Regions from separate parts of the Mus musculus genome. Here region 1 is linked to region 2. A link is a contact called in public Hi-C data. All regions are on one chromosome and are shown on one strand. The core of a region is the stretch at or near the end of the contact, and the rest is flanking DNA. Distances in the headings are between cores, read along the strand shown.

Region 1 (5,007 bases), core at 1,088-3,587, 190 kb before region 2:
TGGTCCTATTTGGTAGGGGAGGGGCTGGAGGCCCCTGTGTTCTTATGTTTGTATTGGGAGCCATGTGAAGAAGCCGTGAGCTGTGGCGGGTCTGCCTCCTCACCTGTGCGCTGAGACTGAGAACAAGGGGAGAGAGTCCCAGCCTGGACATCAGGAGTCCAGCCTGCAAAGGGCAGGGAGAGCGAGGGAGGGGAAGCTTCTTTGATGTTTAGCATCTGCAGGTGATTGGGAGGAGTGCTGAACAGGGAGCCCTGATTTCAGATAAGTGGGGGTCTGCAGAGCCTCAAGGAGCCAGAGACGGCATCTGGGGAGCGGGTGCAGGGAGTAGCAGGCTGAGAGTTGGGTCTCAGAGCAGGTCACCAGGACACAGGATCTTCCTGCTTGGAGCAGAGCTCCTCACAGCCAGTGAAGATATGTGAGCCTTTTAAGCCAGCAAGGAGAGAGTCCAGCCAACTCTCAGGAGCCCGGCAGAGGCCATCTCTCTCTTTAAGTGGCTGTCCTTTTCAGCTTAGTCAGCTGGACACTGAACATGCTGATGGTGGCTGAGATCTTGGGTCTTACTAGTGCCCTCCTTCCCCCATCTTTGCTACAGGTCACGTGACTGTCTGCCTAGTATCTCTTACACTAGAAAATAAAAGTGAGGTGACCCCTAGCTCCCTTGGCCTCCCTGTGGCATAAAAATATCTGGATTTCCACAGGACTAGGATGATGTTTTTCTTGTTGGGAAAAAAATATCTCTGCAGATGCTTGCAGATTTAGATGGTGATCTTCAGTTTTCACTAAGCCTCAGTCTTCCCATCTGTGAATGGGGTCTCCCACTCCTTCACATGTGCACCTGGAGGCTTAGTACTAGGCAACAGCTACTGTCAGTGTCCCTTTAATATGCAACCCATCCCAGGACGGGATGTCTTAGTGTTGAGAAGGCGACCTCCTCAGGAGCCACCCTCAGCCCAACACAGGTAGAATAAACACTCCAGCCTTCTGTCCCTTGGGCGGGTCACCTCTGAAGCCTGAGTAGTACCACATTGCAGAGAGCTCCAGAGGGCACAGGAGAAGCCTTCACGAGTGGCTAGCTCAATGAAGGACTGGCCACTGGTTGCTTCTAGTGCTGCTACTCTATTTCCCGGCAGAGTCTCTGTGGCATCAGCTCTGGGGAAACAGTGTAAGAAGAATTCCTAGGGGAGAATGTCTTACAAAGGTCAGGGCCCCAGCCTTTCGCTGGTCGCAGATTGTGACAGTTCCCGTTACGTTCCAATGGTGGCCGTGACGGCAGCTTGCGTGTGCATCATCATGTCGGGTGTACTTCATTCTCCTTCATCACAGCCCGTGAGGTCATCAGCACCCCAATTTACAGAGAGCCCAAGACGTGGAAGGACTCCATTTCCAGGTCCCAGAGAACAGGGCTCCTCTGGTCTCCTTGCTGCTTTTCCTTCCTTGGCTTCTCCACATGAGCCACGCCCAGTTCTAAGGTGGGGCTCCGGAGACCCCATGCCAGCCACGCTTATTTCCCAGAATTCCTCTCTGGCACCGCAGCAGGATACTGGGACGGTTGCCGAAGCCCGTGCCCCACATTTTGACAATGTCAGCTCTGACTGGCAGTCTAGCAGGGGCGTGCATGACCCAGTAGCTTGAACTTTCTTTACGGAAAGACTTGAACAGAGCAATGGTGCACTGACACTCGTTGCTGGGGTCAGCTGCAAGAGTTGGAAGCCCCGTCACTACATTGTTCTGTAAATATCACCGGGAATCGGCTCAGAGGCAGACACGGAGGAGTCCTCGTTGGTCTGAAAGAGGACATCACCCCCTGGGTAATTAGGCCAAGTTCCACTGCACTGAAGATGCTGGCAAGGGGAAGCTAGATACCGCTAGCTGGAAGCTGTTCTCAGCCAATAAGCTACCTACAGTCAGAGACACACTGGATTACACAAAGAGCCTCCCTGACTGGGGGTGGGGGCAGGATTCAAGGTAGCTATTTTTAGACATCATCAGATGGTCCCATGGATGTTGGAAATCCAAGTAACTTGAACTGGGTAGTTCTCAGAGCAAACTTAAGAGACTCCATCAGGAGCATCGTGCACCCTGCTGGTGCTGTCACTTGCTTGGTGGCCCCAGTGATGTTTGGAGTTGTCCCCAATTTACAGACAATGATCAGAGACTCAGAATGGACCCACAGCTTGGCCACTGTAGCAAATGAATAAAAATCGGGGTGGAAAAATCCACACCACTCCCCGTGTCTGCCCGTGTTGTGAATTTTGTGGGGAAGTGCAAGCTGAGTCCACCTGTTACAATTGGTCCCATGTCCCAGGACTGTGAGATTCATTGGTGCCATATGTCAGCTTTTGTCAGCTCCTTCCAAAGAGTCACGAGTTTCCTGGACAAGCCAGAGGTAGGTGTGGAAGGAAGTACCAATAAGCAAAAAGCACAAAAGGCACAGAATTTTCCTTCCAACTCTCAGAGATGGGGATCTCCAGCACTAACAGACATGGACAGCAGGCTGGAGAGATGGCTCAGTGGTTAAAAGCACTGACTGCTCTTCTAAAGGTCCTGAATTCAAATCCCAGCAACCATGTGGTAGCTCACAACCATCTGTAATGAGATCTGACACGGTCTTCTAGAGTGTCTGAAGACAGCTACAGTGTACTTACATATAATAAATAAATAAATCTTAAACAAAAACAAAAACAAAACCAGTCCTAGGCAGAATTCACTACCCAGACTGGGTTGTACTCACTGGGTATTGGGATCTTTGGTTTTGCTGTGAATTTTATAATGCCTCATCAAGGTAGAAGAGAGGGCAAAGGTCAGAGAAGCTACCAGGGGGAGGATGAAGAAGGAGCCCTAAGAAGGGCAGAGAGGAAGGAGCCGAGGGACGGGAGATGGCCCAGGGATCACTCGGTGGCTGGCATGGAATTTGATTTGCACCAGAGGGCAATCAGCACCATGGACAGCCACCCAAGGGGGCGGGGGTTGGGGAGTGGGGATAATCTCTCTACAGAAGGTACAGCTAGCTCTCTGGATCTTCTCCAACCCAAATCCTGCAAGCATCCACATGCAGACACACTCTCCTGTGACCTCCTGTAAAATCACAATGTTCTCCACCACCAGCAGTCTGTCCCTGGGGGAAGAAAGCTAAACTCAACGGCACATTTAGCAAAATGTTGTGACAAATGTAATCTCTCCAAGAAGACAGTCCATTTCTTGCTTCTTTTGTATGTACCAAGAGTGAATCTGTGTGCCCTGGAGTCTGTGTCAAGGCAGGAAGGCAGGGCACCTGCAGAAATTGGCCCAGCCTACCTCTGAATGTCTTCATTACTGCAGGAACTAGTGACCTCCTCAAGGGCCCACCAGGGTGGTGCTCAGGAAATACATGCCCCCGTAGGACCTTCTGATTGGAAGTGTTCTCTGTGAGTTCTCAAGGAACTCTGTAAATGGAGTCTTGTTTCTATCCTCTTCATTTCCTGGAAAGGGTGTTCAGGTCATCTATGTTTGCCAAGAGCCAGCAACTTAGATGACACCTCTCTGAGTTGTTTATGGATAATGCAGATCCCAGGTATGGGAGTCAAGGGTGCTTTGGAGTCAGGACAAAGGCAGCAGAGATGAAATAAATCTTAGAGCCAGGAGACAGGAAAGGGGGTCAGGGGTTAGGGGTCGGGGTCAGGGGAAGGAGGAGTCAGGCTGAAGCTGAGTTCTTGCAGAAGTGGAGCTGTTCCAACTGGGTGTCAAAACCTGTTTCCAGCCACCTTCAGTTCCCAGAAGGCACCAGGGCACCAGGAAGCTGTGCCCACCACCACGTCTGATCTGCCTACAGACTTTTCTATATCCAGCTTCTCTTGTTTAGATTTTCCTGGGTTCCTTGGTAGTGGAAGGAAGTCTCAAGCCTGGGTGTCCTTCCCTTCTCTACCAGGCAGAGCTTTACCTATCATTTGAGGAGCCCCACCAAATGCACGCTCTTCTGCGGTGTCTCCCAGGGTGTTCCACCGAGCTACTTCTGCTCTCTGCACCTCCATTTCCTCAAGTTTACAATGGAGACACGAGGAAGCTGCTTCCAACAAGGCATTTGATGAATCTGGAAGTTGCTTCTGGATGAATGATGGTCACTTGCTCACATCAACCCTCCAGAGAAGAGGATTCCACTCAAGTGTCCTCTTGGTTCTCCCCCAGGGCTGAATCAACCCAGCTGGCATCCAACTGTTATCCCAGGACTGTGGCCTCCTGAGAAGGGTGGCCACACCTCCTGCATCGAGTCTGCATGAGAGCACACAGTGCCCTGCTTCAGAATCTCCACACACCACACTGCTGACTGGGAGCAACCCAGCAGGCACCTCGGCTGGACATCTGGTCAACCCTCTGCTTTCTTACCCACACTACCTCCATTCTAGTCTCAGGGGAAGCATCCTTGAGGTTCACAATAAAGCTTGGCTTTCCTTTAGTTCTCCAGTGGAAGGCTTCACGACTTGCACACCACACTGGAAACATCTCTGGGTGCCTTAGAGCAGTGGTTCTCAACCTGTGGGTTTTGACACACCCCCCCCCCCCGTGGTGGTCACATATCAGACATTTCCATTATGACTCATAACAGCAGCAAAATTACAGTTATATCGTAGCAATGAAAATAATTTTATGGTTGTGGGGGATCACCATAACAGGAAGGACTGTGTTAAAAGGTCACAGCATTAGGAAGGTCGAGAACCACTGATCTAGAGGGTGCACAGTTCCTCAGTAGAGACAGCCCACCTCCTTCTGCACATAGCACAACTTAAGCTTTTCTCGGCAGGATGTTGCTCCACCCGGAGGACCTTTACTGCCACAGAGATACACAGACTGAGCGGGAGAATGCATCCCTGCCACTCAGTCCTCCCTATTTGTGTAAAGACCACCGCACACAGGAGATTCCACTATCAGTGGGTGTCACACAACTGCATCCAGTTGAGAAGCCTTTGATTTAAGTGCAGCACCAGAGGGTCAGAAGTGGGCTGCCTCTCAGATGATCCAGCTAAGACACAATCC
Region 2 (5,098 bases), core at 2,081-4,580:
AGCCTAGTGAACCCAGCAAGCCTATACCAACGAGAAGCCTTGTCTCAGAGAACAATGTAGAAAGCACCTGCAGTGGCTGACACAGGAATACTAAAGGTCGACCCTCAAGAGTATAACTCACTCTTCATAGCAGCTACCACTCCCTCACAGCCTGGCTCCTTGAATGCTAACTTGACTCAAGCTATAGTCATCTGAGGGAGCAATGCCTCCATAAGATCCAACTGTAGGCAGGTCTGAGAGGCATTGTCTTGATTGATGGTTGATGGGGGGAGGGCCCAGCCCACTGTGGGTGGGGCCATCCCTGGATGGTAATGAGAAGAGCTGAGCAAGCTACGAGGAGCAAGCCAGTGAGCAGCATCCTCTGGCCCCTGCTTCAGTTCCTGCCTCCAGTTTCCTCCCTTGAATTTCTGCCCTGACTTCCCTTGATGGTTGACTGTAAATTGAAAGCTGAAATAAGCCCTCCCCCCCCCCACCCCCACCCCCTGGCAGGCAGAGCTGTAAAGACAGGATTAGAGGAATCTGGGAAAGAGATGGTGGCAATCTGGACTAAACTGGTGGCAAAATGTTTTCATTACATTGTTTGCAGTGGATATTTTGACTACAGCTATGGAAAGGTGGGCAGAGATTTCTGGGCTCACAAACTTCAGTGAGTTCATTGCTGTTTTGCACAATGTGCTGGGACAAAACGCCATGGCTGGAGGGATGTGACCATCATAGTAGACAGGAAAGGACCTGGGATAATGTACACTGCAAGAGCTTCCCTGCCCCCACGTGACTTCTTTCAGTCAGACACTAACTCCTAGTCTCCACAACTTGCTCCCCAAACAGCCCCACCTGCTGGTAACTGGTTGTATTACACACGAGCCTGTAGGGGAACCTTACAGATTCAATCTCTGACTGGAAAGATACAGAGAGATTTGGAAAGAAGAGATCCCTTCACACAGTTGAGTGAGGGGCTAGGGGAAGGGAGAGGCAGTGATGCCTGGAATCATCTTGTGTGAACCAAACTGTGGGTATTCTGTTCTGTTCATCGACAGGGAAACCCTGTGGAAATAAGCGGACCTTCACCCAGTCCACTGCCCAAGCCGTGTCCCCTCCTCCTTGCAAAGAGATCAGAGCTCAAAGATCCAGTTCACTGGTCAACTCTGCAGATCTGGCTCAAGAAGGCCAGTGCAGCTCCGGTTGTGTTTGCTTGGCCGTTGGTTGGACAGTTAGTATCTATCCACAAAGCTCCTTGCAAGGCAGAAGATGCACCAACAATAATTAAAAAGACGAGCTGGCCCGCTGGGCCCTTCAGTCCTGGGTGAACACCTATTGGGAAAGGGCACACCTGTAGTCCCAGATACTTAGGGACTGAAGAAGAAGGGTCATGAGTTTAAAAGAGGGAAAGGAAAGGGAGTGGGACTAGGCTCTGTCTCCACATCTGGGAAATGGGGATCCTTGGTCCCCCTCAGAGCTGTCATGTTACAGGAGGCACCACAGGGCAAGCTCCGCTCTGTGAAGGACAGCAGTGGTACTGGGGCAAATCCATTCTTGTGGAGAATGACCCTGGAACGCCCGGGAGTCACTTGGGCCTTTCCTCTCTAAATCTTTTTGTTGTGGTTTTGTTTTGTTTTGTTCTGTTTTTTTCAAGACAGGGTTTCTCTGTCTTGTGTAGCCCTGGCTGTCCTGGAACTCACTCTCTAGACCAGACTGGCCTCAAACTCAGAATTCTGCCTGCCTCTGACTCCCAAGTGCTGGGATGAAAGGCGTGTGCCACCAGTGCCTGGCCTTCCTCTTTAAATCTTAATCTTCAATTGCAGTTTCTATTTCCTTCTCCACTAGTGTCTGGCCTCCTTTTTACCCAATAAAGCCAAACACAGACTGGCATGTTGCTTTTTAAAAAGAAAAAAAGGAGGAAGGAAGGAAGAAAGGAACAAAGTTATAAGGCAGAGAAAAAATCCTTCAAGCATTCATTGAAAATTGTGAGCCTGTTTTGGAAGTAAGAAACCAACCATCGGTTTGCTCCTCCTGGCCTTCATCCTGAGTCGCAAGCCTTCCACCGTGATTCAAAACCCCCCCTCCCCCACCCCGGGAATGGCTGAAACATTGTTTTTCTCAGGGGAAATGAATCTTGGTCTGAAACTGAAGCTGACAGCATTCAGGACGCTCTCTGAGCCTGCTCTGGACACTTGCTGTTCTGCTGTGTGCAGAATCAGACCTTCATGCTGGGACATCTGAATCTATTCACAGGAACTCAACAGGATGTGCGGTTAATATTCTGACTATGATTAACCCCCCCCCAAAAGCTCTGGCCCCAGTTCCTTCCCTGCTCCCCTCCGAGGGCCCAGCTCTGCTGAAATGCATGTGGATTCGATCAGAGGGCCAGATTTATAGAGGCTGCCGAAGCCTGGCGTGCCAGCAGTCATAAGTTATATTCCTATTACGGCGTGGGCAATAAAAACTCAGATATGTATTCTGCTATATTTCGAGGAACCTTTGCAAAGCATCTGGGCTGCCCGTGAGATCTTATCCAGAAAGATGTCTCCTTGGTGGCCTGGAGCAGCCAAGGCCACTTTTGAACCTCAGTGCTGGGGTAGGTAAGATCAGTCAGGGTCCCCCTGAGATAGAATCCTGGTCCTGTTCCCTGGGGATAACAGGCTGTGTGTGACCTAGGCAAGACCCCTAGTTGCTTGTGCACACTGGAAATAGTATCCTCAGATGGTCTCGTTTACTTTTTAAGTAAGTAACTTTCTGACTCCAGTTTCTACCCAGTGCATTGTGCCCCTCTAGGAACCTTCTCTGTACTATAGTCCCACTGACCTGCAGTCAACACTGGGCTGAGGGTATCACATAGGAAGTATCAACAATAACTTATACACATTGTTGTACACAATTTGAGTAGGATGAGCAAAGCCTCTTGACATCCTACTGGAGCCAGAACCATTCCTTTGGAGGCTGGAAAAACTGGTTAAAAGCCCTGGCTGCTCTCCCAGAAGACCCAGGTTCAAAGCCCAGCACTGAGGTGGGCTTTCAGCCCTCTGTAGCTCCCGTTCCAAGGGATGCAGCACCCTCTTTCGGCCTTCCGAGGTACTGCATGCACAAGGAGGCAAGACACGGGTACCCATAAAGTAAAAATAAAGAAATCTTAAAACAAAAGAAGATAGCGGAGTCCAGACTGTCCGTGGTCGCTCGCAATAGCAACGGAGGCAGGTTCTACTCACTACACGGTCACGGTATGGCTGTTTGTCAAAGACCTGCTCGATTTACGTGCACCTCACTAGGTGCAGGGAGAGCCATCTCGATGGCGGAGGGGCCACGGTAACTTCCTTTTCTCGCAGCATAGTATGTTAACTGGCGGTTCTTATCGCTGTTGTGGATAGCGCCCAGGATGTGAACAGGGCGTCACCACACATACAGAGAGATGGCAGGCAGTCTCCTCATCTTCAGCCATCCTCTGGTGGTCTTGGAGCACCTCTCCTGTGGATGTGGGGGAGGGGGGTACTACGTAGCTGACATTATTTCTTCGCACTCCTGACGAGTGACAACCACCCTTAAGTGACTCCGCGCGGTGGCTGGGAACCGCTGGTGTGTGTGGAAGTAAATTAAAGCAACCCCGAGGACTGGGAACCTGAGCCCGGTCTAGCAAAGAGGGGGGCAGAGTCAACCCCACCCCCACCTCCGGCTGCTTCAGTGAGCATGGTAGCAGCTAGAGACTGGCAGAGGCCTTTGTCGGCTGCTCCCCTGATGGCAGGCTATCCCTGCTCCCTGGAAGATAAAAGGCCCTTCAGGCTGCAAGCCGTGCAGAAAGGCAAGCACCTGAAGCATCCAGCGTGGTTGGTGTGTGGCTGGTGATTGGGTGTGTGTGGGGGGGGGCGGGGGTCTCTTTGTATAGTTTCTGAAATTCTCGTGCCGTGTGTGAAGAGGAAGAGCTCTAGGTCTTCAGCAAATGCTGGGGCGCTGATCACTATGCAAGGGACCCCAGCAGGACTGCTGCCCCAGACACTGTGCGTAACCCTCAGGGGTTCTGTGGGTGCCGTGACGTGATAGGTGTGACAAGCCCTGCCTAGAGAGATATGAACATCATTAACTTCCTGAGTTCCCAGTGACAAAGCACAGCCCAGTCCAAGTTCACCCCAGGGAGCCAGTTTCTTAGGTTACTTACAGATCTTGAGTCCAGGGTCATAGAAAGGACTCTGGGTGACCCTAAAGCATCAGGAGGTCTGTGTCCCACACAGCACCCCATCCCTACCCCAACCCACATACACACGCCAGCTGCATGAAGATCATTCCTGTTAGTTTTCCTACCTGTGTACTATAGCACCTCTCTGAGACCCTGAGGACAATTAGGGACAAACTGCACTGGAATGATCTGGAGGAGTGGCTGGACATTCAGTCTAAGGTCCCATGACCCGCCCCAGTCCTCCTTCTTTGAGGAAATGTCAACAGCCCACAGGCCCAACTGCGATACTCTGACAAAGATGGCGGCTGCTCAGAGGACTAGACGGACCAGACAAAGCAGTCCCATCACAAGCTCAGAACTTCTTCTTGTGCGAGTGGCTCAACAGTCCTGAGCCTCGGTTTTCCCATCCGGAGAGTGGGTGAGTGCTCCCATTTCATAGAAGTTCTGAGTGAATTTTCCATGTTCTGTGATGTCCCCCAGCGCCCACTGCCCACCATTGCTTTGGCTGACTATACTGTTTGAAAGTCTTTTAGGTCAGCGGCCCGAATCTTGAGTTGCAATGACCGCCAGCCAATGAAGATTTGCCAGGAGCCTCCTGGCTGCTTCCTACGGGGGCTTGTTAGGATGAGTCTTCCGTTCACGGGGCTCACGGGGAAGGAAGGCTTTGCTTGTGAGCAAGTTCTGTGGGTGCTGGGAAGGGGAGGCCATGATAAGAAACTGGATAAGATTCTCTCTTCCTTTCCTTTCTTTTTTTTTTCCTTTTCCTTTTTCTTTTTCTTTTCTTTCTTTCTTTTTTTTTTTTTTTTGTTTGTTTGTTTTTTTGTTTTTGTTTTTTGAGACAGGGTTTCTCTGTGTAGCCCTGGCTCTCCTGGAACTTACTCTGTAGACCAGGCTGGCCTCGAACTCAGAAATCTGCCTGCCTCTGCCTCCCAAGTG

Evidence for each region. A called contact is a pair of places that touch in the nucleus more often than the background predicts.
Region 1: a Hi-C map of cerebellar granule neurons shows a contact between it and region 2, with 3 times the contacts expected there. The contact joins two enhancer-like sites. A contact is called at or near these places in 2 of 39 promoter capture datasets (embryonic stem cells and hippocampal neurons), 3 of 15 datasets of contacts at CTCF or cohesin (all in embryonic stem cells), 38 of 484 Hi-C or Micro-C datasets (the AtT-20 cell line, brain, cerebellar granule neurons and 20 more), 15 of 115 datasets of contacts at active chromatin or transcription factors (craniofacial prominence, differentiating embryonic stem cells, embryonic basal ganglia and 8 more) and 3 of 9 other capture datasets (adipose tissue, liver and pancreatic islet).

What each region holds. Positions count from the first base shown.
Region 1 is chr5:113,562,586-113,567,592 of GRCm38.p6, reverse strand. All of the region lies in intron 4 of Wscd2 (WSC domain containing 2), which reads right to left. Among named protein-coding and RNA genes, the nearest start is that of Gm52822, 21 kb to the right of the region's middle. Within about 2 kb of position 2,337, at least 1 of the 459 cell types and tissues checked has an H3K27ac peak or open chromatin away from gene starts, as enhancers often do. A contact at or near this core is called in cerebellar granule neurons, where this site is marked.
Region 2 is chr5:113,371,698-113,376,795 of GRCm38.p6, reverse strand. No RefSeq gene overlaps it. Among named protein-coding and RNA genes, the nearest start is that of Aym1, 17 kb to the right of the region's middle. Within about 2 kb of position 3,330, at least 38 of the 459 cell types and tissues checked have an H3K27ac peak or open chromatin away from gene starts, as enhancers often do. A contact at or near this core is called in cerebellar granule neurons, where this site is marked.